Regions from separate parts of the Sus scrofa genome. Here region 1 is linked to region 2. The links are chromatin contacts, called in public Hi-C maps. All regions are on one chromosome and are shown on one strand. The core of a region is the stretch at or near the end of the contact, and the rest is flanking DNA. Distances in the headings are between cores, read along the strand shown.

Region 1 (4,100 bases), core at 708-3,207, 200 kb before region 2:
TTAACAGTTGATTCAAAGTCTCTATTGGGAGTTCCTGTCATGGCACAGTGGAAACAATCTGACTAGCATCCACTAGGACACAGGTTCAATCCCTGGCCTCACTCAGTGGGTTAATGATCCAGCATTGCCATGAGCTGTGGTGTAGGCCATAGACGCGGCTTGGACCCCACATTGCTGTTGCTGTGGGGTTGGCCAGCAGCTGCAGCTCCAGTTTGACCCCTAGCCTGGGAACTTCCATATGCCTCGGATGCAGCCCTAAAAGGAAAAGAAAAAAAAGTGTCCCAGGTGCTTTTTTCCAGGTACCTTAAGAGTCAATGCTTTTGGTTTTGTTTCTGACAGATGCAGCTGTCTTCTCTTCAGTGCTGGCGCTCTGACCTCACCCTTTCCCAGTGAACAGTTCTCTCTCCCTTCAATGTTCTGTGGCCCCAGAACTGGGAGATGGCTTCCCAAGTTGGCTATACCCTACTTCCAGAATTGGACCTGCTCAGGGTCTACAGATGGTGCTATTATTAATAGAACTGGAATGCAGGAGAATTGTTGCAAAGGGTCTAGGAGCCAGATTGCTTTTTCATCCTTTGCAAAATAGTGGGCCAGCAACAGTCTAGGATTGACCCAGATGAAAAGTAATTAGTATTCTTAATAAATACATGGGTAATAAATATCCTAGGCAAAGAAGCTCCTGGAACCAAAACTCTCAGTTCCTAGTCCCAGACAATGATAGGATACAACAGTAGTAGCTCAAGACCTAACTCAGGTCTCTGCTTCAGGGTTGCCTGGAGGGGCCAGCATTTAGTCTGGTGGCCCCAGCAAACTAGTGTTGCCAACATCACCATTGCCAAAAGGGCCTTTGGGTCCTAGACAAAGCTTGGCTGCTGGCTTCACTTCTGCCGACAGCTGAGAAGCATCTGTCTTCCATCCACTCTCCCATCCCAAGTTTTGTTTTCTTGTTATTTTTTAAAATTTTGTTTTAAACTGCATGTTTTATAAAATAAAAACGAAAAATATTGGGTGTCATCTATTTCATTAGGAACATCTGAGTGTGGGGTACTCTGACTTCAGTCCTCCCTTCCTTTGTGTTGGCTTTCTATTACAATCAGAAAAAACTTGGAAGTTCCCGTCGTGGCGCAGTGGTTAACAAATCCAACTAGGAACCATGAGGTAGCGGGTTCGATCCCTGCCCTTGCTCAGTGGGTTAACGATCCGGCGTTGCCATGAGCTGTGGTGTAGGTGGCAGACGCGGCTCGGATCCCATGTTGCTGTGGCTCTGGCATAGGCTGGCAGCTACAGCTCCGATTGGACCCCTAGCCTGGGAACCTCCACATGCCGCAGGAGCGGCCCAAGAAATGGCAAAAAGACAAGAAAAAAGAAAAAACTAAGGCTTTCAAATTCCCACCTAGAAGTGAAGATAAAGCTCTAGAGTCCAAAATTAAGAATATTGGGAGTTCCCATTGTGGCTCAGAGGTAACGAACCCAACTAGGATCCATGAGGATGCATGTTTGATCCCTAGTTTCGCTCAGTGGGTTAAGGATCCAGCGTTGCCATGAGCTGTGGTGTAGGTTGTAGACGTGGTTCCAATTCTGAGTTGCCATGGCTGTGGTGTAAACCAGCAGCTGAAGCTCCAGTTCAACCCCTAGCTTGGGAACTTCCATATGCCACAGATGCAGCCCTAAAAGCAAAAAAAAAAAAAAAAAAAAAAAAAAAAATCTTAGAAAAAATTAAGGATATTGGAGGAGTATAATTAGGTCTATATGGGCAGTGTTTGGTCTTTGCTGTGGCTGCCCAGCACCCTAAGGTTGGGTTCTTTTAAGAGGTGCATTATGATTTCCCTATTAAATGTATGAAAGGGAATTTGGAGAACCTTACAAACTACAGGTCCCAGGATATCTGATCTTTGGCTACCAGCAAAGAGCCTGTGTGGTGCCGCGGTGCTTCCTGGGAGATGCAGTTTCCCGGGCATTGAAACCTGGGCTTCTTACTAGCTAGCAGCGCACCTTTCTTTTTGAAGGCTCGAACCCATCTAGACTGCCATGCGCGAGCCTGAGGGCCTCGGTGCACCACGTCGGGCTCTGTCCTTGCTTCTAGCCACTCCTATTCCTCGGCTGACCCCTGGTGGTCACGTGGAACTGCTCGCCACGCAAGTCTGGGTCCTGCAATCCGCTGGGGTCCTCGCTGCCTGAGAGCCGCTCCTACGCTGCCTGTTCGCGCGAGAGTTTGGAGGGGCGGGTTTGGGGTCGGTCTCTAGGGTGGGATTCTTACCGCAGCGCATCTGGGCCCTGATTAGGCAGGCGTCCACTTAGGGTCGGAAAAGCTGGCTCAGGCAGTCGCTGGGGCACCCCGTGTCTAGAAAGTGCAGGAGCGCTCTGGAGAAGCTTGGACAGCCCCGCGCTCCCGCAGCCAGGTGCTAGGTTTGAGAGCAAAAGTGAGAGTCCGGCTGTATTCCAGCGCCTGGGCCACCGCGGCGGCCCTGGGAGCAGAGGTGGGACGGACGCGAGTGGCAGTGAGGGTCGGGGTTGGACTGGAGCGAAAGCAATGGCGGGGTCTTTAGAAAGGGGGCTGGTCCGTACAGGGAATAGTCTATAGGCTGGAGGTGGGATGCAGCAGTCTTTGATGCTGGCTTCAAATAGGCCCTAGTTATTGAATGCTTTTTCTTGCCAGCCAGCCACCTCGCTACCTCCTGGCCAGAATCAGCTACTCCTTGCCAGCAGCTCCTCTGCTTGTCGTCCTTGCCTGATCGCCAGCCACAGACCCATAGCCGTCATCCACATAGCCCTATGAATCGTAGGCAGCCGAAGCTTAAGTACCAACATCTAAGGCCTCACTTGCCCACGTAGTGTCTGGGGCTAAGCCCCAAGTCCCGAGTTTGCGCTCTTTACCCACCGCCCCCGGGGATTCCGGTTGCTCGAACGCCGGAACAGAGGAGCTCCTTTGTGTCCGGGCCATTTCCTGGAAAGTGGAGCCAGATCACACTGAGCCCTTTGTAGGCCTTGGGAGGGGAGGTGGGGGGGGGGTGGTCGGAGGACGGGGAGAAATGGAGCTGTCTCCTCACACCTATGCTTTATTCCATTCCAAACCCAGGTGGAGCAACCCCATTGCGCTAAAGATGAAAGGCTGGGGTTGGCTGGCCCTGCTTCTAGGGGCCCTGCTGGGAACTGCCTGGGCTCGAAGGAGCCAAGATCTACACTGTGGAGGTAAAGGCACAAAAGAAGAAATGGGAGGAAGGGAGGTGGGGATGATAGAGCCTTGGGAGGGCAAGGAATCCAAGGCCCGAGAAAAGGATGAGTGGAAATCCCTGGGTTGATTCCTTTCTCCCCCTCTCCCTCCACTTGCACCAGCTTGCAGGGCTCTGGTGGATGAACTAGAGTGGGAAATTGCTCAGGTGGATCCCAAGAAGACCATTCAGATGGGCTCTTTCCGAATCAATCCAGATGGCAGCCAGTCAGTGGTGGAGGTAACTGTGACTATTCCCCCGAATAAAATAACTCACTCTAACTTTGAAGGAGAAACTCAACTAATTAAGAAGGACCATAGTTTGATAGAAATGAAGAAAACATTGACCCACAGAGGCATCTAAAAGATTGGGCTGTCTCATTTGGAGGAGGTTGAAGGTTTATACCCTTATGCATTTGCCTCCTGGCTCCAAACCTAATAATTTTTTTTTGGTATAGAAGTTTTAGCAGAGAGGGAACCTTGACCAACCCCCTTCTCCACATCCTTAATCTTTATGACTTGTGTTTTTACTATGGCAGCATACATAAAAACATTTGGGGGGGGCGGGGAAACTTATCCTTATATTTAGGAAATTTACTTTAGTTGAAATATAACACACAGACACAAAGCTGTATCTAGTGAGCACTTGAGAAAGGTTAAGGTCATGAATGCTTGTGAAATGCTTTAACAGTTGTTATCCTCAAAGCCTATGCTACCTCTCAGTGTTCTTTCTTAAGGGTAGGTATTAGTCTCATTTTCATACAAAAAAGAAAGTCAGTACCTTACAGCCCTAAGAATTAAAGGAATTCAAAGGAAGAGAACGTGTAGTTAATTAGGGTTAGTCAAAGAGGTTGTTTTATAATTTGGAGCTAATGACACCTATGTTACGTTT
Region 2 (3,898 bases), core at 673-3,172:
AAAAGGGGTTCAGCCCTAGGACGTGAGGCAGAGGAAACTCAGTCCTGGGGGGCCTTGTGTAGCCCGGCCGAGCCCAGCCGCTGGGCCGGCCCCGACTCCTCCCCTCCGGGCGCGGCCTCCACCTAAGTCTCCCGCCTCCCTCACCTGCCGCCGCCGCCGTAGTTGCTGCTGCCGCCTGCCGGTCCTCTAGCTTCGACAAAGAGCCGCCTACCCTATCGCCCTTCCGCTTCCTGCGGAAGAAATGACGCTCTAGCCGCCAGACCCGGAACTATACTCTATGGCTCACGAAGCACTTGCGCGATTAGCCGCAGGAAGTTCCCAGCAGGCTTTGCGTGTCACCATGGCAACCGGACCCAACAGCACAGCAAAGAGCCCCAAGCGCGGGACGTAGCAAATGTAGCCCTTTCGGACGATGAGCGGAACTGTTTGCCCACACGCCGGCGAAATCAACTTGAAAGCGGTCCCTGACGTGTGTAACGCCCTTTCCAGGAAATAAGAGCCACCCAACACTCCAGCAACTCCCAGGGTCCAGAACCAGTCGGCCAGGGGCGGGGCCCGCACCCCCGACTCAGTGTAGATATTCTCTAAAGCGAGTACTCATACAGAACACCCCAGCCAATGAACCATAAAAACCACATCAACAGACAAGATGACTTTTTTTCTTCAGCTAAAACAGCAGATAATTTATTGTACACGTGTTACATTCAGCCACAACTGAGAACAGAACTAGTCCAGAAAGTCACAGGTCCAGGGCAAAAAACCAAAAGGGACCATTTTGATATGAGCAAGGTGGGTCTCAGAGTGGTCCAGGCGATCAGAACGGCGAAAAGTTGTTATAGATCCATTGAGACAAGTTCTAGACAGAAGGCATGCAGTCCAACAAATTGTACCAACGTCCCTGGCCTCTGGGATTTCGTTTCTGCTCCTGTGGCTTCCACGGTGTACAAGTTTACTTGGACCTCTGCCTCATCTTTCTTCTTTTGCGCTTCAGCCTGAAAACCAGACACGAGAATGCACCTCCTGCCCACAAACCCAATCTTCTTTCCCTCCCATCTAAAATGTGCATACCATACAAGGGGTGGGTAAAAAAAATCAACGAACACTACGGTTCTATCCTCTTGTGTCCAATCCCTGGTTTTGCCAAGTCAATGCTCATGTTTTTCATCTTAAGCTGTTTAGATTTCTAAACCAAATGTTCCTCCCAAGCTTCGCCCAAGGTGTGCTCCAGTTCCCCCACCCTGTACTTGCAGTCTCAGCATACCTGCGCATTCGCTTCTTCCTCCACTGTCAACCGATCACAACCAGAAGCAGAGAATAAAACGAGATATCATTAGTTGTAGCAACGAGTTTAGGGAGGAATATAAATAGTGTAATTTTTAACCAGACAGGTTTAACCACTTAGGAGGACTTAGTCGCAGTAATCACATCAACAACTTGGACTCCCACCCGGATCCCCGCTGTAAAACCCCAATCCCGCATGCGCTATCCTATTCCCGCTCTCCACCCCCACTTAACTCCCAGCTTCTGCTTCTCCCCAAACTATCCTCCCTGTCCCACCAGCTCTTGGGCACCCTTGAGAACCTAGCGATCCGAGAACGATGGCGGACTTCCCTTGCCTGGGTCTCCCCTGCAACTGCCAATTCTTAGAGCCTCAGCTCACTAACGGGGACTGCTTACCTTCGCTCTCATGGCGCGGAGGTTTCTACGGGTAAAGAAAAAAAGTCTACAGTTAGTTCGCTGTAATGATGGCAATCGCAGAGATCAGATGTTTACGGATTGTACTCGGAACCGGAGAGAGCCCAAACCGAGACTCACCTCAGAAGATGGCGCTAAGGCCGAGAGAGCGCTAGGGGCCCGCCTACGGATATTTAATGCAATGCTCGGTGTCGTCACTTCCGTGGTCTCGCCCTGCCCCCAGGGGCGGGGCTGCGGGAGGGTAATAACAATAGCTTTTGGCCCTTTGGGTTCGTGGTAAGTGTTTGAGTTGGGACAGTTCTCTTGGAAAATAGACTATTTTGAGTGTGAGTTACAAAATTTCCCTTCCCCAGGTTTTATTATAAGGATACTATATTATTTAAATATGAGCATGTATTTCCAGTAAGAGACCCAGAAGTGCAGAAAAGCGTAGGTTAGTGACTTCCGTCTTCCCTCTCATTGCTTCATGGGAGTTGCAGTTTCCCGGCGACACCCTCCATTTTACTGTGGATAGATGCAGAGTTTACAAAAACTGGTTTGCCTTATGTTCTGAACCTAAGTTGCTGCAGGGAGATTCTATTTCGGAACTTCCAAAGGTTCTAAGATTCCAGAACGTGGAAGGATGTAAAGTGGGGAGTCGAGAAAGCTTGTCATACTACAGAGACCTTTGGCACTATTTAAGATAGATCAACTCTTTTTCTAGCCAACTCCAACGCCTGAGGCAGAATGTCACTAGATTCCTGGCCACAAAGCATCTGGCTTAGAATATACTTAAGTGATTCTCCCTCTACACAACGTGAAGATCAAATCAAAGAACAGAAGGGAAGCTAGCTAGGATCGGCTAGACATTTCTTTAGGACAAGAATGGTATTTGATGGTAAGATAACTTGCCAGTCTCCTCGTATGATTGGGTCAGAAGCACCCAGAAAAAGACTCCCAAAGATTTGGTTACAGGAAACTTGAGTTAGGATGAAAGGGAACCTTTAATCATGCAGACTTCGCCTTATTCACTGTAAAATACAGTAAAGGCTTATTATAATCCTTTTTTTTTAGTGGTTTCCTTTTATAACCTTTCCCCTTTTTAGCTCTGGAAAAAAAAATATCTAAATTTAGGACCCTTGTTCCAAGTGCTTAGGTGGTTTTAGTATTATCTCCATCAGAATGTAAGTTTTTGGTTTTTTGGCCCCGCCCACTGCATGCAAAAGTTGAAGTTCCTAGGCCAGGCAGGCCACAGCAGCGACCTGAGCCACTGCAGTGACAACGCCAGATCCTTAACCCACTGCACCACCAGGGGAGCTCCTAGAATGGAATAAGTTTTTGAAAACAAAAATAAAAACCCTAAGAGTTCCTGCCCCAGTGCAGTGGGTTAAGAATCCAACAGCGGGAGTTCCTGTCGTGGCGCAGTGGTTAACGAATCCGAGTAGGAACCATGAGGTTGCGGGTTCGGTCCCTGCCCTTGCTCAGTGGGTTAACGATCCGGCGTTGCTGTGAGCTGTGGTGTAGGTCGCAGACGCAGCTCGGATCCTGCGTTGCTGTGGCTCTGGCGTAGGCTGGCAGCTACAGCTCCGATTAGACCCCTAGCCTTGGAACCTCCGTATGCTGCAGGAGCCGCCCAAGAAGTGGCAAAAAGACAAAAAAAAAAAAAAAAAAGCAACAGCAGATCAGGTTGCTGCAAAGATCCAGGTTCCATCCCTGGGTGAGGATTAAAGGATCCAGAATTGCTGCAGCTGTGGCTTGGAATCAATCCCTGGCCCAGGAATTTATATATGCCGCTGGTGCATGCATTAAAAAAAAAAAAAAGTTTCCTCTGTGGCACAGTGGGATTGGTGGCGTCTTGGGAGAGCTGGGATGCAGGTTCAAGCCCTGGCCCAGCACAAGGGATAAAGGATCCCGAGTTACAGCGGCTGTGGCTTGGGTCTTAGGTCTATAGTGCAGCTTGGATCTGATCCCTGGCCCAGGAACTCTGCATGCCCTGGGGCAGCCAAAAATGGGAAGAAAAACAAGACAAACAAACAAAACACCAGCAGAATTACTTTGTATCAAGTCCACTATGATTTCACCTGTTGCTTTCTAGTCTATAAGCTCTATATGGTTTTATTCAGTATAGTATCTTCAAATCCACAATGCCTCCAGTGTAAAATGCTCTAATAAATTGCCACCCAATCTCAGACTGGCCCTGAAAAATTGCCTAATTCTAAAGGCA

The links. Hi-C and Micro-C count contacts between places; a contact is called where the count stands out from the background.
Region 1: a contact with region 2 is called in a Hi-C map of alveolar macrophages, with 2.3 times the contacts expected there. The contact joins the promoter of CNPY2 here to the promoter of ZC3H10 in region 2. A contact is called at or near these places in 3 of 5 promoter capture datasets (fetal liver, fetal skeletal muscle and liver), 13 of 47 Hi-C or Micro-C datasets (alveolar macrophages, embryonic fibroblasts, epiblast stem cells and 9 more) and 2 of 2 datasets of contacts at active chromatin or transcription factors (alveolar macrophages and skeletal muscle).

The regions. Positions count from the first base shown.
Region 1 is chr5:21,709,149-21,713,248 of Sscrofa11.1, reverse strand. It overlaps CNPY2 (canopy FGF signaling regulator 2), which reads left to right and starts at 1,957. Exons shown (of 6, transcript NM_001185068.1): 1 at 1,957-2,477; 2 at 3,077-3,189; 3 at 3,334-3,449. The coding sequence starts at 3,102. PAN2 (PAB-dependent poly(A)-specific ribonuclease subunit PAN2) reads left to right here. Exons shown (of 20, transcript XR_002344302.1): 20 at 340-1,027.
Region 2 is chr5:21,504,534-21,508,431 of Sscrofa11.1, reverse strand. It overlaps ZC3H10 (zinc finger CCCH domain-containing protein 10), which reads right to left and starts at 1,922. Exons shown (of 6, transcript XM_003126269.6): 1 at 1,816-1,922; 2 at 1,678-1,702; 3 at 1,262-1,284; 4 at 145-992.